Regions from separate parts of the Mus musculus genome. Here all the other regions are linked to region 4. The links are chromatin contacts, called in public Hi-C, HiCAR-type, HiChIP or PLAC-seq and promoter capture Hi-C maps. All regions are on one chromosome and are shown on one strand. Each heading gives the region's core, a stretch centred on a gene start, on an enhancer-like site or on the middle of the called end of the contact. The rest is flanking DNA. Distances are from core to core; before and after follow the strand shown.

The links. Hi-C and Micro-C count contacts between places; a contact is called where the count stands out from the background. HiCAR-type assays count read pairs that join an accessible place to other places. HiChIP or PLAC-seq counts read pairs in DNA pulled down with a chosen protein or histone mark. Capture Hi-C pulls out chosen DNA fragments and counts their contacts.
Region 1: a Hi-C map of muscle stem cells shows a contact between it and region 4, with 2.2 times the contacts expected there. The contact joins two enhancer-like sites. A contact is called at or near these places in 3 of 484 Hi-C or Micro-C datasets (Sertoli cells, muscle stem cells and nephron progenitors) and 2 of 115 datasets of contacts at active chromatin or transcription factors (cardiomyocytes and fibro-adipogenic progenitors).
Region 2: a HiCAR-type map of fibro-adipogenic progenitors shows a contact between it and region 4, with 4 times the contacts expected there. The contact joins two enhancer-like sites. A contact is called at or near these places in 4 of 484 Hi-C or Micro-C datasets (liver, muscle stem cells and myocytes) and 1 of 115 datasets of contacts at active chromatin or transcription factors (fibro-adipogenic progenitors).
Region 3: an H3K27ac HiChIP or PLAC-seq map of heart atrium shows a contact between it and region 4, with 6 read pairs. The contact joins two enhancer-like sites. A contact is called at or near these places in 2 of 115 datasets of contacts at active chromatin or transcription factors (fibro-adipogenic progenitors and heart atrium).
Region 5: a promoter capture Hi-C map of adipose tissue shows a contact between it and region 4. The contact joins two enhancer-like sites. A contact is called at or near these places in 6 of 484 Hi-C or Micro-C datasets (Sertoli cells, liver, muscle stem cells and 2 more), 1 of 115 datasets of contacts at active chromatin or transcription factors (fibro-adipogenic progenitors) and 1 of 9 other capture datasets (adipose tissue).

The regions. Positions count from the first base shown.
Region 1 is chr16:43,300,969-43,305,440 of GRCm38.p6, reverse strand. It overlaps Zbtb20 (zinc finger and BTB domain containing 20), which reads right to left. Exons shown (of 11, transcript NM_001285805.1): 4 at 2,826-2,872. Among named protein-coding and RNA genes, the nearest start is that of Gm9968, 60 kb to the left of the region's middle. Within about 2 kb of position 2,055, at least 77 of the 459 cell types and tissues checked have an H3K27ac peak or open chromatin away from gene starts, as enhancers often do. A contact at or near this core is called in fibro-adipogenic progenitors and muscle stem cells, where this site is marked.
Region 2 is chr16:43,250,658-43,254,747 of GRCm38.p6, reverse strand. The region is part of intron 3 of Zbtb20 (zinc finger and BTB domain containing 20); the gene reads right to left. Among named protein-coding and RNA genes, the nearest start is that of Gm9968, 110 kb to the left of the region's middle. Within about 2 kb of position 1,512, at least 63 of the 459 cell types and tissues checked have an H3K27ac peak or open chromatin away from gene starts, as enhancers often do. A contact at or near this core is called in fibro-adipogenic progenitors, muscle stem cells and myocytes, where this site is marked.
Region 3 is chr16:43,333,693-43,338,006 of GRCm38.p6, reverse strand. All of the region lies in intron 4 of Zbtb20 (zinc finger and BTB domain containing 20), which reads right to left. Among named protein-coding and RNA genes, the nearest start is that of Gm9968, 28 kb to the left of the region's middle. Within about 2 kb of position 2,481, at least 106 of the 459 cell types and tissues checked have an H3K27ac peak or open chromatin away from gene starts, as enhancers often do. A contact at or near this core is called in fibro-adipogenic progenitors and heart atrium, where this site is marked.
Region 4 is chr16:43,589,275-43,593,827 of GRCm38.p6, reverse strand. The region is part of intron 9 of Zbtb20 (zinc finger and BTB domain containing 20); the gene reads right to left. Among named protein-coding and RNA genes, the nearest start is that of Mir568, 49 kb to the left of the region's middle. Within about 2 kb of position 1,622, at least 70 of the 459 cell types and tissues checked have an H3K27ac peak or open chromatin away from gene starts, as enhancers often do. A contact at or near this core is called in adipose tissue, fibro-adipogenic progenitors, heart atrium and 3 more, where this site is marked.
Region 5 is chr16:43,233,837-43,238,454 of GRCm38.p6, reverse strand. The region is part of intron 3 of Zbtb20 (zinc finger and BTB domain containing 20); the gene reads right to left. Among named protein-coding and RNA genes, the nearest start is that of Gm25873, 110 kb to the right of the region's middle. Within about 2 kb of position 2,349, at least 66 of the 459 cell types and tissues checked have an H3K27ac peak or open chromatin away from gene starts, as enhancers often do. A contact at or near this core is called in adipose tissue, muscle stem cells and uterus, where this site is marked.

The sequences.
Region 1 (4,472 bases), core at 806-3,305, 290 kb after region 4:
GTGAAACTTGTGTTCTATCTATGGAAAAGTGGCTTGTAGATGTTTCTCTGGAGACCTTGGGACAACCAGAGTAATAAACACAGGCAGTGATGTGCAGCGGATTATTTCCTCTCCTTGGATATAAAGCTGTATGTATAAAATTATATAATGTTCCCCTTTTCAGATTTAAGAGTCCCATGTAACTACCAGGTGCTTTCCTGTTATCAAAAAAGCCTTAAAATCTATACACATTTGAACGGAGCACTAAGTTAGGTTTAAGTACTTTGCTTTGCTCTATATAGTAATGGCTTAAAGCAGTTTAGAGTTCTACGTGGTCGGAGGATGAACTTTTTCTTTTACTTCAGATGAACAATTGCATATAATACATTGATATGTTCAATGATAAAGATAAGTGATACTGTATAAGTCTGCTGTGCAAGTTATCATCCTAAAATTGAGTTAAGCAAAAAGATCCCAAAGAAAACCGTTTGTCTCAGAAGCCTATCTAACGTTAGAGTGGTCTCTTCTCCAACCCCACTGTCCTTTGGCTAGCACATGTGCCTGAGGGTGCTATGGCACAAGCTGCTGAGATATTTCCAGTCAGTTGCTACATATGAGAAGACATGAGGCCAAGACACGAAGAAGAGAAACAGTGTTCCATATAATGATGAGAATTGCTTTTCTGAAACTTTTAAAAACATCAACATGTAAAAGCATCCTAATGAACCAGAAATATTGGCTAATTAATTAACTGTCATGATATCTGAGTTTTTCAAAATAACAAGGCAATACAGTGGGAAACTGACAGGCCACAGGTTAAGCAGTGAATGAGCCAGATGATGAATGCACAGGAGTTCATTACCGTAATCTGCCTACATTCATGGATTTGAAAATTTTGAAAAATCATCTTAAAATATATACTTCATTTGAACTTTCAATCATTTATCCATTATTTACAGACTGATTCACACATTGTTCATATGCAAGGGACTATAGAAATGGAAAAAGTAAAATATAATGCTTTTGTGGGCATTTTGATTATAGGAATAGAATTTATTTATTTAGAATGTCTATAAAGACTTTGTAACTAAATGAAAAATTCTTAAGTTAAATTTTTAAAAAAGGAACAAAAAAATTACAGAGGAATTCCAAGCACAGCATATTCGAAAACTATGTCCTCAGAAGAAAATGAGAGTTAGAAAATGTATCAAATAGGTATTAATGGTTAGATTTAAATTATAGATATAATTATTTTAATTTTTCTTCATTTTACTCCTATGTATTTTTCCAAATTATTTTTAATGAACAAGTATCATTTTTAAATGAAATAAATAATTGTTCATTACTAGACAAGATGTGCTCCCTCCTCTAGAAGGTTTCCATGTACTAAAACAGAGAAATGCAAGCACACAGCACTGCCCACTCCTTCCCTCCGCCCTGTATCTTCGTGCCTGAAAGCGGATACACCCAAAGGCCAAGCCCATCAACTTATACTTCATCTGATCACAGAAACAGAAAACACTGGGGAGGAATCTGCTTCTTTTGCAAGTCAGCCATAGTGTGGAATTGTGGCTTTTCTGTGCTGATATCATTTTGTGAGTAATGCTAAGAGAGAACAAGTTAAAGTTACCAAGTAGGCCTGTTCATTGTGCCTCTGGGCTCCCACTCAGAGCAGGTTTACCTTGGGTAGCAAAACAAGTAAAGCAGGGAGTCGGGGCTGGGGACGGGAGAAAGAATAACAGTCCTAAAGCCATGGCCTTCGGTGGCAAGCAGGACACGCTCAGGGACAGAGATAGAGTGGTGACAGAATTAGAAACAGTAACGGTGACAACTATGGATCATGTGCAGGGAGCATGGAAATTCCCCACAGAAAGCTCTGTCTCACCCTAAGAGATGATTTTCTTCATTTACTGCACATTCATATGAAGTGCAGTCAAGAGTGTAACTTTAAAGGTTTGGATGACTCTGCTGTTTATGACTAAACAGGACTAGAGTGCCAGGCAGAAGAGAGCCAGAAGCCAAGCGAGGTGTTCCTTCCCTCCCCCTCCCTCTGGAGCACATTTGTCATTACAGTTTACAGCCTGCCAGCCTCTAGCAAACTCAGCTCTTTCTGGCTGTCTCCTACCTTCCCATCCTGCCTTGCTCTCCTCCAGGCACCTACTACCAAGACTGTTCAAGGACACAATGCTACACTACCCTTCTAGAAACTTCACATAGTCTCACCAGAAGACAAGCAGCCAAACTCTAAACCTGTGTTTGCATTATCTTGGCACTATTAATTTCCAGTAACAGACATGTTTATCTGTAGCTCCACAGGCCGCTCCCTTTTCTTCTTGGGGATATATGCAAGTGTGGCTATGTCTGTTTTTAAGATTCAAAAGAGGCAAATACATTTCAGATTTACAAAAGATTATATAATATAAACCAGAAATTCAAAGAGACAAAAAGTATGTTTGAAAGACTTCCTGTGTGTTTTCCTAATGTCAAAATGACTGCATTCTCCACAGGGAGCATCAGGCGCTATCTTCACCTTATTCTGTTTCTGTCTCTATAGAAAAATTTATTTCCAGAAAGACCTCCAAACAAGTCCTTTAGTTTTTCCCCCCATGTCTACTAAAGTCATTCAAAATGTTTACCAATATTGTGATATTGATTCTTATTCTTTTATATCTTATCAGTATCAAAATACATTCTGTTCAAATTTAATCTTGTGGTGGTAAATTCACTACAGCCCCTAGATTTACTTCTTGTTTGTCTGGAGTTGCTAAACTTGATATGAATACACTTTATTTCTTTGGACTTCAAAATTCTGGCCTGCAATTGAGAGACAATGAAATCTTACTTACCAGCCAGCAAGTTGTGTGAAATATTCAATTGCTGATGATAAAAGAGTCTGAAATGGAAAAGGATACCATAAGTCTTGGTATGTGTTTCACCTAATATATGACAATATGCTAATCACAGAAAAGAATACACTTGTCCCTCCCCTGGGACCCTGGCTTGATCGTAGAAAGTAAAAGACGGTTCCTTTGGGAATGAAATCACAATTAGACCCTACTGACTGGTGACTTGGTGAGTGCCTGAATATTTAACTTGATGATCACTAACCAGATGCAGCCAGTAATAAATGATCTGCTAACCCTTTATACAATACACTCTGTGTAGAGAAAGTTCAGTTTCATAGTTAATTATTGTGATCTGCTTAAAAAATAATCAAACTTTTGGTCACTACAAGGATTTGTAGTTCTGTTTGAATTTTACTGTACTTTTCATTAAACATTTTATAAATATAAGCAAACTGGTCTCTCCTTGCTTTGGGCTGTTTGCTAACCATGTTCGGGATGTTCAGTCTTGTGACAGTGATGGCAAAGCAAGCAATGGACAGTGTACGCCAGCTTTCATGACACTTCATCAGAGTACTGGCTGGACTGTCCTTCTCTGTTTGTTTTGTTGTTGTTGTTGTTGTTTTTTGTTCGAGACAGGGTTTCTCTGGGTAGCCCTGGCTGTCCTGGAACTCACTCTGTAGACCAGGCTGGCCTGGAACTCAGAAATCTGCCTGCCTCTGCCTCCTAAGTACGGGTAGTAAAGGCATCCGCCACTACCGCCCGACTTATACTATCCTTTTTGACTACAAATTAATGTATGGTTTTATATTCCAAGCTAGGTAAGAGAAGCACAAATGTGAACTGAAACCTTTAAAACTTTTATGCTATGTCACAAAATAATAGATTGAAATAAAAATTAACATTAAAATATTTTCAAATGTGGAACAAACAAGCTCCAATTGTTAGATAATCTACAGTTTAGAAACTGCTAGTCCGATAGTACACACCTATTAATATTTCTACATTGTATTTCTTATTAATTACCTTAAGAATACAGAAGCTACAAGTGGCTTTCCTGGTAGTCACCCAACCTTCAATACCAGCACCACAATGACAATCTATAGAAGATCAAATATAACTAAATTACTCCAAACATGACTCAGAAAGGCCTGAAGTTTACCATGCCACAAATAATGAAACTGTACATGACAGAGTCATTTTATAGGAAAGGTTCTACATATATGAATGAAAACAAAATTAATTATCCAGAGAATATAAGAAAAGCCCAAATTCAAGGAAGTCTGTGGTAGAGCTCAAGAGATGTGTATTTGAGAGCCAATATCTCACCCACATGCATATGAAATTTAATGAAGATCATTCAGGTGGCTTGCCAAAAACTATGTTTTTAAAATGAGCCTCTGGAGCAATCACCACTGAAAAGAATCTCTAGGAAAGATGTAAAACTGACTTCTGAGATTTGAAGTTTTTATAAAGAATGAGAGCAACTATCCAAGGTAGCTCGGTTGGTTAGATCACAGCAGCAACACAGAGTAATAGTAGACAATAAGCTCTTCCATATTAAAGAGGATGATGTCTCCATTGCTAGATCTGAGACGCTCCATTTCCAGTTTCTTCTGTCCCTTTCTTTGCATGGTGTACACTTGCCTG
Region 2 (4,090 bases), core at 263-2,762, 340 kb after region 4:
TACTATCCCAGAAGTGAATTTTATTTACAATGATTAAAATATCTCTTTATTAAATTTGATTCAAGTACTAGATAATATAAATATATTTACCATGTAAAATTACATCAATGTAATTTTATATGATAAATATTAAATCATTGTCTCATTTTTATTTTGATAAAATTTCTTGTAGGTGGTATCATTTCATGTTAGGCATTTTATGCTGCTTAATATTATAATTAATAATTCATATTTTTGTCTTTCCCTTCTCATTTCTGACAACTTTTATTTTTAATCGGTGGGCATGTGCCAAATTGGTTTGTTATTTATTTATAATGTAAAATGACAAGGGAATTGAGTATGTGGAATAGAGAAAGAGGTTGTCTTTTAAAAAATAAAACTTTCTCAGTAACGGGGATGTTTCTTGTTTATCCTTATGGACTTGAGTATTTGTGAGAGGTTAGAGCAGATGTCGTTGCCCTTGCATGACAAAACTGTGTTAACTACATTAAATAGAACTGCTATTTCTTTCAATTCATTTTAGCTTTGTGTAGACATCTGGACATATGCATAAAAAAGAAAAAAAAAACCCAAAATTTGTAAAAGATTCCCTGGTCTGATAGATCCTATAGTGCCAATTAAGTAAAAATTCTGACAAAACAGATCTATTTGTATTCTTTCCTAAGCTAAAACATGCAAATTTAGGAACAAACAGAAAAGTCCAAAGATACTGAAAAAATAAAATGTTCTGTCTGTGGTGCTTTATAGAATAGAACATTACGTAATCTCTTTAACTCTGCACATAACAAGGAACCACATATCCTAAAAGCTAGAGCACTGACTGACTGCCAGAAACTTCAGAGAGAGTTTCTAGAACATGGGCTAGCAAATCACTAGTGGGGCTCATTCTAAAGAGGACCCTCAGGCCCCGCTAGGAGCCACTGTCAACGGGGAGTCTGCACTGATGTGTCTGTCCTTCCAGGCTGCATACGCTCCTGGCACAATTAAGTTGAGTACTACACTTTTACAGAAAAACTTGTCTAGCCCACAAGAGCTTTCCATTGTCAAAAAAAAAAAAAAAAAAAAAAAATGCTTTCAACTCATCCTGTGTCAAACATTAGAGAATCCAAGGAATACAAATTTCATCAAATTACATACTTCTCTAAGTATCTCCCATTTCTTTTATTAGTTTAACTATCATGAACTATTACTGGGCCCTTAGACCAGACTCTGGTTAATTTAGATGCCAGCACTTGGAAGAAGAGAACTTAACATAACAAAAATGGCCCTCTATCTCATGAGAAACCTATTATTTACAGTTTAAAATTGTAATACAATATTGAACATTTCCAAAATGTTTCTGACTTTAATTACTTGGATAATTATTGAAATTCAGACTGTTGTAAACTGTCACTGAGTCAGATGTGGGAACTGGTGAAATCCCTGAGTGACAAGTCACTCGGTGTCAGTATGAGTCAGAACACAAGCATTCTGACACATCACTGTGCTTTTCAACCTCGAGCAGACCTCCCCCTCCCTGCCTCTGGGCACACACTCACTTTAAAGGCTCTGTATCCAGGAGGCATTTTATCATGGTTATGTATACAGTGCTCATCTTTCAAAACTGTACTGTGAAAAAAGCTAACTGTGCAATGTGAAAAATCTAAGATTAAACAACTGGTGTGGTTCAGCTAAGAATGGGAAGAGCGATGCTATTGGCCAGTCATCAGAAGCAGTCTTTATGATCTGGTTAGAGGTTGCTTGTTTGTTTTTAATTTATTATTGTGGGATTGTACAAATCCTTTCAAAGCAACATGCTACTCTAGATAGAAGAAAAGAAGAGCTGTGTATCCACGTGTAGACAACGCCATGACTACTACTTGGTATCTGTATTTCACCAATTAAATAAAACAAGAATAGGAAGTCATATCTTTAGTATAGCTTTTATAACATGTTCAGCATATGAAAGAAAATAGAAACTACAGTAATGAGCACAATGGTCTTGAGATGATAAGACTTTTAATAGAGCTTTACCTGGTCAGGGTATTCACAACATGCTCCCTATAGGTAGGACACAAACAAATGAATGCATGCGTACTTTAAACAGTCAAGAAAATGTGTGTTTCCATTTGCAGGGAAGAACATCACTGTGCTTGATAAGCACTTTAATTTTCATGATACAGCACTTCTGAATATGGACAGTGAGTGAGAATTCAGTTTTGCTGAATAGGTCAAGAAGTAGAAAGGTGAGCAGGATGAAGAACATTTGTGTGTGAAGATGCGTGTGACCTAAATTTAACAATATCATCATTCTATGCCCAGATATTTTTGTACAATAAGAATTTTTCCTCATATCTGGAATATACATACATACATACATACATACACACACACACACACACACACACACACACACACACATGTATAGTACATATATTATGACAACCTTTGAGAATTCCTCTAAATACCCCAAATGGACTTCTACAAATGCAGACTTCCACGATTCTATCTATTGGCATCTGAAGGAATGTTTCCATCAGTTCCTTCAGAACATAAGAACTGAGTTCTGTTTAGAATACAATTATTTACATAATCAGCAGTACTATTTTCTCTACTGTTTTGAATAAGATTATGGAAACATAAAGCATTAAATCTGTTCCTAGATAAAAATAATTTTTATCAAGCCCAAATGGTATCTAAAAGGTGAGGACAGGCTGAGATGGACTCCTTGGCTTCCTTCTGTCCAACAATTTCCTGTTTCCCTATTTCCTATGGTTACCACCATGAAACATGTGAAAAACTCAGTAGGGACTCTGTTTCAACTTTTCCTTTCAAAACAGAGTAAAAGCTCAATGGAAAAAAAATGTCCTTCCTATCTCCATGCCAGGCCCCATGTAAGATCCACAAACTTAAAAGCCAGGCAAATAGTATTTTATATGCCCAAAACTTAGTGACACGGTGCTATAAAATTCCCCAAATTTAGGCATGTGACTTGACTAGTACATACTGTGGTATGAGTCAAGGAAAATGGAACCATGTGTATTTTTTATTGCATACGCAAATGATTCTTTTCAGTCCATCCAAAAACATGTTACTTCAAGAAATACATGGTTTTTCTTTTATAAAAAATGATTCAACTGTTAAACTTATTAAGTAAAATGATTGAAAGCTATTTTAGTAAACATAGGTAGAACTAAGAAAATATACTTATAAATCATGATGGTCACAAATTTAACCTACTCATATGTATAACTAATTATCAGGGTCACACAAGACTTACAGTAAATAGTCAGGGAAGATGAAGAGTATTTAAGCGGCAGGCTAAGGACATTACTTATCCTCTGAGAAGAAGCTACAAATGGCTGTGTTTAGATGGCCAGCGAGTGATGGCAGATAAGTAACCCCAGGGGCATGCTAGGTTTATTCAGACACATCTGCAAAGCTCTGACTTCTGTATATATGTCCACAGTCTATTACATTTCAATTATGAGAGTTCCAGTGGATTTATATTATTTTCACGTGTTCAGTCTTAGTTGGACTAAACAACTAACTAACAAGTTAACAAAATTGTTTTGATTTGAGTTTGAAATGTTTGTCATAGGGTCATGTCATCAAGACTTGTATCCAAGCTGCTGGCCTGCTGTGGAAATGGAGAGAGGTGTGGCCTACCTATTTGAAGTACATCAGTTACAGCCAGCCTTTGTAGCCTCTGGCTACCCCTGGTTCTGGCCTCTTACTTTCTGCTTCCTGGCCTATTATGAAGAGAAGAAACTTTATTGCATTCTTTGGCTCCCCTAAGTTGAGGGCATTCCCATGCCTTCCCTGCTAAAATGGAATGATACCTGCTAATACTGTGAGCTACGATAAATCTGTCCTCCTTCACATTGCTTCTGCCAAGTACCAATGTTACAGAGGAATCAGAGTCACTAGTATTTACAGATAGATCAAGAACAACACACTGGAGCTAAGGAAGAGACTAAGGACAAGAAGGCAGACACATATCCATACAGAGTTTTAAGACATTTGTTCATCACTTCTAACAGTGATTTTCCTTACTTTAGAGATAAAAGAGAGTCTTCGCCACAACAGCTCATATGTAATATATTCATAT
Region 3 (4,314 bases), core at 1,232-3,731, 260 kb after region 4:
TCTGACTCTCAGGTAGCCACTCTTAATTTCTAGATCAGCATCTTTAAATGCCATATGAATGAGATCATGAAGTCCTTGTTTTTCTCTGAACGGCTGATTTCATTTATGTATTATCTGTCTTCACATTCTTTCCATGCTATCACCACTGACAGGACTCCATTCTTTTAGAACTGAAAAATATTCTTGTATAACTGTACTGTATTTTTTAACCCATTCCTCGGCTGTTTGACATTATGTTGTTGGCACGTCTTGGCTACTGTCAAGTATGCTGAAATGAACATGGCAGTGCTTACTTATGTCTGGTCAGCATGGCAGCTTTGCCTTCTTTGGCTATACACCCAGTATTGGATAACTATACACCCAGTATTGGATAACTATACACCCAGTATTGGATAACTATACACCCAGTATTGGATAACTGGTCTATAGAAGCTTCCACTCTGATGTAATCTTGTTACTTTTGCTTTTGTATTCTGAACTAACAATTTAAAAACATAATAAGGATTCTGATAAATGATTAGCACACAACCATCATTCTAAGAGGTACGTTTTTTTCACCATAGATTAAATTTGACTTTTGTGGTGGTTTGAATAGGTTTGTCCCCATAGACTCATGTGTCTGAATGCTTGGCCCATAGAGAGTGGCACTACTAGGAAGTGTGGCCTAATTGGAGGAAGTACATCACTGTAAAGGTGGATTTTGAGGTCTCTTATGTACAAGGTCCACCCAGTATGGAACACATTCTTCTTCTGCTGTCTTCAGATCAAGAAGTAGAATTCTTAGGTTCTAAAGCACCATGGCTACCTTGATGTTGCCATGAGTCCTACCATGATAGTAACGAACTAAACCTTTGAAACTTTAATCAGCCCCAAAGAAAAGTTTTTCTTTAAGAGTTGCCTTGGTCATGGTTTTTCTTCACAGCAAAAAAATCCAGACCAAGACACCTTTGTAAACATGATAGTTTTTTCTCTTACGTTCTGGTTTCTTTTGTACACGATTATGATATCCATCAAGAATGTTGTGTATATACTCTATTTTGGGTTTCTTTGCTTATTGGTATCCTATTTTGTGTATCAATTTACCACATTTTCATCTTTCCAGTTGTCTTATGTTTCTTTGTTGTAAGAAGACAGCATGGGGGGGGGGTGGGAAAAAAAAAAAAGAAGACAGCATGACCATAAGCAACTTGGGAGACTTCCACATACTAGTCCACTATGGAAGGAAGTCAGGACAGGAATATGGATGCAAGAACTGAAGCATGGCCCATGGAAGAGTGCTACTCATGGCTTGAGCAGCCATTTTTGTTAGAGCATCTAAGACCATCTGCCCGGGGATGGCACCTGAGTTACAATGGCATGTGTCCTACTTTCTAAATATAGTCAATTACTATGTCCAAATGAAATTAGGCTTACGAGTAAAGAAAACTACCTTAAAGAACTTATTTGCTTGGGAGATTGGTGGCATGTGACACAGGCTGGCCACACAGTACAAAAATGAGTCTCTCCATCCTCGTTGATCTTTCAGCCTCATTCTAAGCAAGTGTTTGTTAATAAACAATTAATAAACTAAATGAACTATTTGGTCGGAATCCCATTTCACAGAAACAAAAATACAAGGCACTAGGGAAAGTTTCCAGGCTTCAGAGTCAAGTTACAAGCATTTCCTGAATCTACCTGTTCTGAGATGAAAGATGTCTAGGCATATACCACCAATTCTAATTCTAATATCTCCAGTTAATATCCCCCCCTGGTCTCATATTGATCTTGCTGTTGATTCTTCTCATATTCTTGGTCATTTTATTAAGAGGCAGCAAAATGGAGATCAAAGACTGCAGCAATGAGTGAGCAAAAATATTTCTCAAATCAGTGAACCTGAAACTCCTTGTCCAATTTTGGCCATCTCTCCTGCCCTTTAGAACTCTGTTTCAGTTTAATCTCTTCTAGTTTTGGCCTGTAAACCACCTACTATTATACCAGGCCTATCACGCCAGCAAATCACTGTAACAGACGGATTGTTAATTATTTGCCTTTATTTCTCAACAATATTGCAGGTGATGGATGGTGACCAAATGCACTATGAGATGAGGTCTTTCATGCACTCTATGTTTTAGTTAGGCAAGAATTTCCCCAAACTCATAGCTAACTACTGTCCAGCTCATCGGTGTACGTACATGTTCTATGTAGAAGGTTCTTCCTTTGTTATGGTTTTACAAAGGCTAGCCATTTTAAGAAACTGACTACTTCCTGTTGATCCTTAACCCTTTAGCCGTGAGAAGTCCCGAGAGTCCGTTGCAGCCTGTGACTACTGGTAGTGATCTTTACTCTCTGATCCTTCTGGTGGACCTTAGTTCTTACTGCTTTATCCAATCTTAAGCCAGCTTGTAATCAACTTAATTTTTAAAGTCTTTGTACACATTAGGTAATATTTGTTCTCTGAACTCCCAAGGGAAATGTGGTAACTGCCCAACGAGGAAGCCCTACCCTTCATTATTCAGCAACAGCTTGAAGAGTACTTTAATTCCAACCTTCCGCCCTCTGACAGCCCAGCTGCATCAAAGGCTGTGTTCCCTGTTTGTTTGTTTTTTTCCAGAAACAGAATCACCATTTCAAACTGAATCATCCATTACTAAAGGATGGACTCTAGGTCCAAATTTTAAAAACATGTGAGCCGCAGCAACTCTGAATTGAATTATGACTTATGTCAGAGTCTGGACATCTGCGGCCCCCTCTCCTCTAGCCTCTGGATCCCTGCATGCTGTTCAGGGGAAGTTGCTGGCTTCTGAACTGAAGGTTTGAAAATGAAGGCATTCTCTTTTATGGAGAATAGTCCTTCAGCGATTTAAACAAGCAGCTTTGTGATCAAAATAATTCATAAAGGAAAAGATTTATGAAGAGACTTCACGAGCACACAATGCATTTTTTAAACTTTGGTTTTTAAATAAATCTGTCAGTACACAAGCCAAGGCAACACGTCTGAATGCAGTATCAGTGGGCACACCCGGAACTCCTCTTCGGTGCTTGCCTAAGACTGGTGGAAAAGGGAAACACTTCTCTTTGTCTTCTTGTAAAATACTAGTTTAAAACAAAATTTAAAACCCAGTTCCACACAAAAGCTTTAAGATACTGTGCACATTACTACCTTCTTATACAGAAAACTTGTCTCTAAAAAATGTTTTCCATCCACTGCCCTTTCTTATTTAAGAAAATAAAAAACAGAAAAGAAAGAAAGAACGAAAGAACCCGACTTGTGTGTATCCCTCTGGCACCGGAGCCTGTTCTAATCTCCTTTATCAGGCTTGAGTGATAGCTCTGCTCCATGAGTATTGACAGGGCCGTCCTGTTTCTCAGGCTTTCGTTTCTCTCAGTTGGAGAAGGATACAGTGCATTTTCACATTCTCAAAGTCTGCAGTTGTTTTTATATAAGAAGCAATTTGCTTGGGTCACGTCAGGTCGAATGGGATGCCTGCCCAGCTCTTGGTTTTAAAGGAAAAACATACAGAAAGACACAAAAACACAGCAGTTTCCTTCATTAAATTCCACTCTACCTGCCATGGGCTTCTAGCCACAATGGAATTTCCCACCCTGGCCTAGCCTAGCCTAACTTTTATTTTTAGGGATTTTTTTTCCCCTTTAAATCTTATGAGCTTTCTTTCAAGTGAACTCTGAGGCAAGGTTTATTAAATGATAGAGTAATTGCCTGGTTTTAGAAAAACAGACTCAAGAAAAAAAAATGCCAAGTGACCTTCCATAATATTGCTTTACAACCACCCTTTGGATAATAGCCCTTTCAAAAAAAAAATAGGTTCGAATCAGCACAACAACACAGCTATACAACTTAAAATCAAACCTTGCATCCTGAAGAGAACAGGGAGAAGAGTGACTTCAGTGGTTTCCTCTATCTAACTGCATAGGATAGAGACAATTTTAGAGAAAACAAGGACATATATAATATATAGGATGAGAGACGATGGAGGGAAGGGGGTCTTTCTACTTAACTGCAAGAGAATTTTGGAGGAAAAACATGGGAATACATAAAATAATAGGAGGAGAGAGGTGGGAAAACGAGAGGGAGAGGGGGAGAGAGGAGAGGGGGCGAGGAGGCAAGGGGAAGAGGGGGAGAGAGGGGGAGAGGGGGAGAGAGGGGGAAGGGGAGAGAGGGAGAGAGGGGGAGAGAGGGAGAGAGGGAGAGAGGGAGAGAGGGGGAAGAGAGGGGGAGGGGGAGAGAGGGGGAAGGGGAGATAGGGAGAGAGGGGGAGAGAGGGAGAGAGGGAGAGAGGGGGAGAGGGGGAAGAGAGGGGGAGGGGGAGAGAGGGG
Region 4 (4,553 bases), core at 373-2,872:
ATATTTGAATGTTTAAGAATATAGCTGTACTTTACACACATACTAGATAGTTTATAATGACAGTAAGTTAATGCCTTCCCCATTTTCCCTTGTGCCTGTCTTACAGCCATAAGACAGCTCTACCTTACCTACTGCAAATACAAGTACAACTCTAACTGTAACTGAAAGAACACAGGTTGCTAACTGGATCCCTGACACTGTCCCACACATTCCCCCAAAGGGGTAGGTGTTCTCTTTGGTTACTTCTCCATAACAGACACTGTACAGACACTGCTGAGAATAAGTGGAGCTCAGGGCTCATTTGCTCTGAGGTGAGCCTACCCGTTGTTCCAGGAGGTCCTTCTAGTCCCTGGTGGCCCACATCTGTTCTTCCTCTTGGGTTTTGTTTTTAATTTCCTTACTCTCTCATTAGTTAATAACCATGGCTCTGTCTTCACCATGAACTTATGGTTTATGAACTTACCTCACTTCTTTTAAACCACACTCATCTGTTTATTATTTCTGATCTCTGTTAAGTTATTCTCAACTTCCTGACTTCATCTGTCCTAAGAAATATTCTACTAGGCCCTTCTGCCACTGACGATTCAGTGGATGCCAAAGATGGCGAGCCACGTTTATATGAAAGGGAAAGAGACACCTAGTCTGGAAAGTGAGGTAGAAAATTATCAGGCTCCACTCTTGCCTGACCCAGGGAAACCAGTGCTTGGTAGTAGATGCTAGAAGCTATCTATCAATGGGTGCTGACAACAGCTCTTTATATTTATGTTAACAGTGTCGGGGATTGTTTAGAATATTTTCACTTGCTGGCCACTGGGTGTCCTCATTTACAAAGTAAATATGCAACATTTAGTGCAGGTCACCAGGGAGAATAAAAGCCACTAGTCTTCTCTTTGGCTTTTCACATACTGGGTCTAAATTTATTGCTAAACTCACAACCAGGTTGTATATTAGTAATGTTTAAAAGTTTTCAGGTCAAACTGTTAAAAGTTTTTAAACCAAAAACAAGTTATTCAGTGTCCAGACAGGAATTTAAAAGGCTGTTTCTTCACAGAAGGGACTGTGATGCAGCCATTAGAATGAGCCCTTATTCCTCTGAAAACTGGCATGAGACTGTGACTATCTGCAGAGATCCAGCATAGAGAAGCAGAGAAGATCTTAATTTATTCTCAAAAAGAGAGAGAGAAAATACCAAATATCTCTATGGGATATTTGTTAGATTCTTCTTCTTTTTTTTATCTTGACTTTTCTGAAAAGTAATTAAAAATAATAATGAGAAAGATAAAATATGTCCTTTGTCTGAGAAGCCCAAAATAATGTAAAAAATAGCACAACGTGCTGGGTCAGCATCATGACTATTAATCATTTCACATTTGAAGCCAGAGAACAGAGTCGGGCCTTTGTGGACCAGTTATTTCATCTATAAATGAAGATGTTTATGCTCCATGGGGTTGTCTTGGGAGAAGCCAAGCAGAGTCCTAAGGCACACTGGGCTCCTGGGATGAGAGACTGCATATGAGAGGGGCTGAGGACATTAATAACATTCTGTGGTTGCATCACAGCTGTGGATGACTTCGCTCTGATGGCAGATACGAATCAAGGCCAAAGCTTGTACAGCCAACAAATATTTCCTGGCTTGGTCATTCTAGGGCTCTGAGGTCGACATGCTCTTGCAACCACTTTCTATGCGTGCTGATCTGATTTTCTGCTTTTCCACAACTCTCCCTGTCTCCTCACTTTGCTTATAGTAATGAAGGAATTCTTTCCTTTTCACGCCAGAAAATATTTCTGCCCTACAATCCTGCTAACTCCTCAAAGTGGAGACAGAGCTACTATTAAGAGTAGAAGGGGACTTGCCTTCAAATGTCATACTTGGCTAATTAGCTAATCTTTCTCAAAAGTAAACTTCGCTGGGATAATTTTTTCACTAGTGTACATCTCTGCTTAATTATTATTCTTTGGCATGTCATTTTGGTATATAAATTATCAACATGATCCTGTGCCATAACTGGTAATTTATACAGATAATATCAGGGAAAGAGGAAGCTCTCTGAGCTATTCACTGCTTTTCAGAGATAGATGGTCTTGCCTTTGCTGGCTTTGCTTACCAGGGTTTTTGCTTGTAAAAGACCACCCACTCCTGCTGCCAGGACAGCAATCTATGGCTCTTAATCAATAGTTAAGTGCACAACAATGCACAATAGCTGGGTCACTCTCATCCTGTGACTGTACAAAAGCTTCACAATGCCTTTGCAGTAGATGGAGAAGTCTCCACTTTAGTTTAAAGATCTTTAAGTTCCTAGGATTGAGACTATTTTCCAAGTCTTTAATTAGTAGAGTCATGTTTGAACTACTGTAACCTCGAAGACACATATCTGCAGAGTCCTTCTGATCATATTTTACCCTAAGAGCTTTCCCACTTTGGCTTCCTTGGTTTGCTCCTCTAATTTCACTTTCAAAACTTCTTGAGGCTCAGTGGCTGAACACTACACAGCATGGGCCTTATCTGATGTGCCGGCGCCTGGTGTGGCCTAAGACACACTGGTGTTTTGTTCTTACAGTACGGAACTGATGTTCTGAAACCTAGACTCCAACACAAAGCAGATCATTAGCTCATTTAAGTGTCTCTTTCTTTCCTCCCAGCCTCCTCCTACCCACCCCAATACTTCCTTAGTCTTATGTACTGGCAGCAGATGGCAACCATATTCCAAAGCTGAGTATATACAAAATCATGCCATGGAGAACAGAGTGGCTTCAAAGTTAGCCTTTCTATTCAAGTGGGATGGCAGAGACTTCTGGAACAGGGGACTCATCTCTCGTTCACTTAATCCTCTATTCATTCAGCCAGGAATTTGTTTTCTTACACATCTTTCTACTGTCCAGCCAGTTGAAGGAGGGTGGGTGTGAAGCAACTCTCTTGAGGGCCCCTCCAGCAGGAGGGCCCTAAGATTCTATGCCAAGCTCTTATTTCCCTGGGCCAGCTCTGCCTGCTGCGGATCCAATCATGCCATTCCCAGGGGAGGAGCTCTGGAGCATTGTGTGTGGGGGCTGGATTTCTCAAGAACCATCTCCTTGCTATACTAACAGTCATATGCTGCCTTCGCCAGACAAAGACTGGACCTGGGAAGATGATGAGACAAGAAAGAATGGTTGGGGCTGCACAAAACTGTACCCCATTTGACAGTGATGGAAAGCAGAAGTGGGAGATCTTTCCTTTTAGTTATTGCAAGGTTTTCTAGAGCTTTCACCCAATCATCTGTTTGAGCATCTTGTGAAGAACATCTATTTTCATATCTATGAACAAACAGGCACCAGATTATATTACAAAGTTGACCTTAACCCTGCCATATTGCTATTAAAATCAAAACATGTAGCGGTCTATGATCAAGAGAAAGCACTCTGTTTTCCCAGCATACAAACCTGAGGGTATCTGGGATGCACTTTGTTATGTAGGTCTGCTGAGTGGAAAAATTCAATTCAATATTATAACCCTGCAATATGCTCAGTAGTACAGTTCCCTGAGCTGCCCTATCTCCTTCAGTCATCCATTCTGCAAACACTGGCTGAACACCTACTATGGCTAAGCACTTTACTGGATCCAAGAGATGAGGAAATGGACAACAGCAGAGTTTGCCTGGATAAAACAGGCATTCAACATTTTAGCTGGGGCTGACCATTCAGCGGCACAGCAACTGCCTAGCAAGTGTGGGGCAACAGGTCCGCTTCCCAGAATGACAAAAATGAATGTATGAATAAGTAAATAATAAATTATTAAAATAAGGAGTTACAAGAACTGGCAAGGAGCCTTTGAGATGGATCAGTGGATGGAGATACTTGCTACTCCAGCTGATGACCTGAGTCCAACCCATGCCTCTATACGATGGAAGAAAAGAACGAGTAAGTTATCCCTGGCTTCTACACACATGCTGTGGAGTATGTGTGTGTCCCCTCCTCACATGTAATGCTTTTTTTAAAGCTGCCAGAGCATGGATGTTATGGCTAACCCCTTTCTGACTGGAGTTTAGGCCTGCTCCAAGGAGGGAGCTCATTCTGATACAGTAAACCTTGTCCAAAGCTTGTGGCTGGGAGACCATCGGTCCTAGGGAAACACACTCCCATCACTCGGATAAATGGACATGTGGTCAAACTGCCTTCTAAACAGTCATGTTTACACACACAGATCAGGGCTGCCTTCATCAGGGAGATTTGTTTTGCAGTAGGCAGTGGTTAAGCAGACACAAGAGAGCTGAGACTTCAATGGGACATCTACCGCCCTCTTCAAGACTCAGAGAACATCATCAAAGGGAAGAGGACTGGAAGGTGTGTCGCAAAAGAGGTATTCTAGAGATGACATATCACTGCAACAACAGGTATCCACATCAGTCCTGTACAAGAGTGCGTGCCTCAATATCTCTTCATGGTCAGAGGAGGGGCTCATGAGACTCCATGATTCCCTAAGGAACTACTGATAATTAATGCTGACCAGGGCTCCATGACATAACCTGTCACCATTGCCCATACAAGAAACTGTAACTAAACTTACAGAGTCATAACTA
Region 5 (4,618 bases), core at 1,100-3,599, 360 kb after region 4:
GCTGTAGACTACTAGATGAGAAATTCACCAGGCACATTCATCTGTAATTCTGTACTCTGTATATGTATAAAATAAAATTCTACCAGTAAATGATCTATAGGAACTGGGCAGTCATTTTCCTTACCCAGTCAATAATTTTGTTGTTATAAATATCAACTGTAGCTTTTTAAAAGAATTTAGGTTTAGTTTTCAGACAAAAGAAGTCTTTGGCCTAATCAACCCATCTAAGTGCACGATTCTGAAAACCACTGAGAACTTAGAAGATAACCTAATTTTTCCCTTGATAATGAGCTTTCCAGGCTGGTCAGAGTTAGTACAATTTAGTGCTCTGTTTGCAGATTAGATATCCTATATATAGTGATAATTATCTTGGCCTGTCCTTATATGACCCCTATAGAAAGCTCAGGGTAGAATTACAGTGTTATTATATTTGGAGCTAAATAGGAAGGACTTTTTTGTTCATTTATTATTTTTAAAATTTCAAATCATTCCAGATGCTAAGAAGATAGAGTAGTACCATCTAGGAATTCTATCAGCTTATAGTTACTTCTGTATTCTAATGCTGCAATCCACTTCTCCCACGGCAATAAAGCTGACCCACACTCCTCCCACATCACAGGGATTACAGCAGTGCTTGAGTCTGGTCTCTGCATGCCTTCTGCAACTCCAGAGGTGAGCAGCTGGACTACGTTCTTGTTCCAACAGTCACCACCTTCTATTTCTCTAAGTCACTGTGAGTTTCTCCAACAACAAGCTTAAAACTCAACCAAAAGCAGATCACCAATACCTTGTCATGAGTTCATGTCATTCTACAATACTTTGCTGTTACTGCCCATGTATCAGAGGTAGTAATAGTATTTTCTTAAAAGACAAAAAGTGTGGCCATGCTAAGCTATTCTATAATCCAGCGTGCTGAGTATTAAGATCTTCTGCAGGACTTTGGCTCAATTTTTCAAGCCTTTCCAATTCCTCATAATGCTGTGATACTCATAATAAAGAAGGCAGATGGTTTGTTCTCTGAACATATGCTTTAAGTGCCCTCTTTGCTATTTCAAAATAATGGACCAACTTTAGCCTCTAATACTCACCGAAAACTTTAAAGAGGCTGCCTCATGAAATCTGAGGAAATCTGGTCGAGGGGGAAGTCAATCTTAAACAAAGTATATTTTCTAAACTTTCTTTGAGCTCTATTCTACATATTGAAACAAACTAATATTGAAGTAACATAGAATACAGTAAGGAAAGTCACCTAACTAGTAACATATTTTCTAGTTCAAGGAATGGATTAGAAGGCAGAAAAAAATTGTTTTATTTATTTATATTTTAAAATGGTGAGTTTCTGAAAGCGAATGCAGTTGACTGTGATTTAATTTCTGTGTACCTGCTGGATTTTCCATTTTTATTATTCCTACTCCTATTCCTATCATGTCGATATTTTATTCTTAAAGCACTTTACAATTATTAATTAGTTAATTTGGTCTAAATTACATTTATGCTTTTGTTTTAAATCCATGCTACTCATAGTTATTATAAGCCTAAAATGCTATTTCGCCAGCCAATTATTCTCATCTCAAAAACAGCTTGTTGTTGATGACAGCACCTTTTCTAAGTTTTCAAAGAACATTTAATACATGGCCAGTACATACACATTATTTCTGGATGCTTTTCACATAATCTAACTGCACTTATAAAAAAGTATATCTGTTTAATATCTACATTTTATACATGAGCCTTCAACTCCTTTTATATTTCCACGCCTTTCATTTAGTTTTGAAAAAGACATTAAAGTTGTTTCTTATATCTTACAATGACCTCAAAAGTGAGGAGTCTGAGCAACATTCCAGATGAAACACACACACACACACACACACACACACACACACACACACATTTTGGTTACTATAAGAGCTAGAAGCCTAACAACAACTTCCAAACGTTCGTGTTCCTGTAGAAATCTCAACACGGACTAACTATCTAGGTCCTAATGTAAAACAGTGTTTACTTTTAAAAATCCATGCAACAGTTTCCCCACATGTGTTTGGGACACTGTTAAGACGCATCATAATTAACAGTGTTGAAAATAACAACAGATCTTTAAATCCAGTCATCGTTTTATACATAGTCACAAATATCTGAGCAAAATGAAAACTATTTTTAGGACAAAACGTTAACTTTTTCTTTTGCTGATAAAGACAAATAACTTGAGAAAACACCCTTTCCTTTTCACGACTCTCACTTTCACAATAAATGCAGCACGGAAACTAAATTCTCAACTTAGAACTATGCTGAGCTGTATAAACAACTCAGCAGACTCACAGAAACACTCCCCATCCTCTGCTTGGTCTTTCACTTCCCAGGCATACACAATCACACTTACCTGCACAAGCCTCAAACATCAGTCTATGGGTGGTTTTTTGAAATGAACTCTGTACCGATGCATTTTTCTGTGTTTCTTTCTAACCCTCGGGAATGTTAAGAATTTAGGAAGAGAGCCACAGTTTAAGAGCGCAATTATTTGCCAGTAAATACTCAATTTGCTTGTCCTGTGATTTTTCTTCTAACTTGCATATTCAATAATCCGTCCCTGACTGCGTCACGAGCACAAAAAGTCTTTTCTCTAAAGGAGAACACTTTCGCCAATCAACCTTCAGCCATGCCAGGGCACAGCTCGTCAGGGTGATTTGTTAGCTTTAATTAATAATTCCTCATGCTGGCCATTTCACAAATAACACAGTCAGAAGGCGACGCAGGATGGCTGTACTTCAGGGCGATCAAAACACAGTGGAATGGGGGTGTAGAGGAGTGGGAGAAATTCACATCTACTCAGACTCTTTCAGATTACAGTATAGAGGCCATCGCAGCTGAATTACCACACTATGTCCACCAATTTGTATTCAGATGGAAGCCATATGTTCTTCCACTTTTATCTGCTAGGGCCTCCCAGTGCCAACACCATTACTGGACAGACAACATTTACAAAGGAGGTCTCTAGCCCCGGGATTGCACAAGTTTACTGCAGGTGAAGTTGAGAAATCAGACATATACAGTACTCAGTGAGTTTGTGTAACAGCCTGGAACACAGAAGTACAAGTCGCGAGTGTCAGATTTTCTCTTGCTAGGCTGGGTGATACTGGACATTTCTGTTAGCCTTTAACAAAATCCTCAGGCCTGGACCGACCTCAAAACAGTCAAGTAACAATGGAGCGTTTGTTCAGGTAGGGCACAGTTATTGACTTCTAAGCTATGCATCGCATATTTTATTAAGGCCTAAGAATTTTGGCTGAAAAACAAAACAAAACAAAACTCTGACTTTCCCAGCTTGCTGACACAATCCACACATCTTTTCAAAGCACATCAATAACAGTGCTTGAACAAGGCACCAAAGCAGGTAGCATGTAAAGAGAAGTGAGAATTAGGAACACTGTTCCATGTGGCTCCATCACGGCGTCACTCATGAACAGCACACGGGTAGCCCTGCTCTAAAACATACACACAGTGTAAACAAGGTCGGACAACACAAAACAAAACACTAAAACAGCCAATTGCTAACAAAAAAAAAAAAAACCATTTCAACAATAAGAAATATCCCTCAAAGCAACTAGACAAGTCAGAAGCATAGCACTATGTCCATAGTTAATTTCAAAAGGCTCACAAATCCTGGAGAAAAACAAAAACACAGAGGAGATTATAGTCATGCCCCTTATCTGATGTGTGTGAAGGCAAACTCATTAATTTGTTAGATACATATTTATTGACAATCTCTTCTGTATCAGAAACTGGATAATACCAGTACTGAGAGAATAAGGGACAGGCTTTGCCTTCAAGAAGCTTATAATTTAATCACTACAGCTTAAAAGAAAACATGCACCTCTAAACAGAAAACTGTCAATGTAGCACAAACATACAAGAAAGCATGAAACAGAGCTCTTAGACATGACACATTAACTGCATCTAAAGGTAGAATTGCAGTGTCAGTGGTAGGGAAGAACATTCTACAGGCAGGCAAACCTTTGAACTTTTTTAAAAAAAACTATTACTAGAATCAGATTAACAGTTCTAGGAACTGAGGGATTTAGTGAATAGTAATTTCAGATAAATGCTTTAGATAGTAAACAGCTCAGGATTTAAAAACAAATCTATTAAGGAACAAAGTCCTTCTCAAACCATGATGACTGCCATCATCAGGATGGTATATTGCAACAATATTGGTATATCCCCAACACAGGCACAAATAAGAGTGTGCACTGTCCTTCTCTCTATCAATGCATTCCTGTTATCTCAGGCAAGTAGAGGATGTAGGCACACATCCTGTTTTCCTACTCATTTGTCTTTTGTTCACCAAATGCATACATGCATACTCTGTTTGTATTGTGTCAGAAGATAAATCATATTTGCATGGCTATTATAAGAAGGGAAACTATGTATTTACTTAGTGGTCACAGATACATTCTAGTCAGAGATCACATGCTATGTATTACAAATGATTGCAAATGATAAGGGGGTGGGGTGGGGAACGGTCTATCCTAACGTGGCATCTAGAGCTTGTAAATCCTCTTGGAAACTGGATGACATTCTCAATTCTATTGAACATTGTTTTATATCATTTTCAGAATGTAAA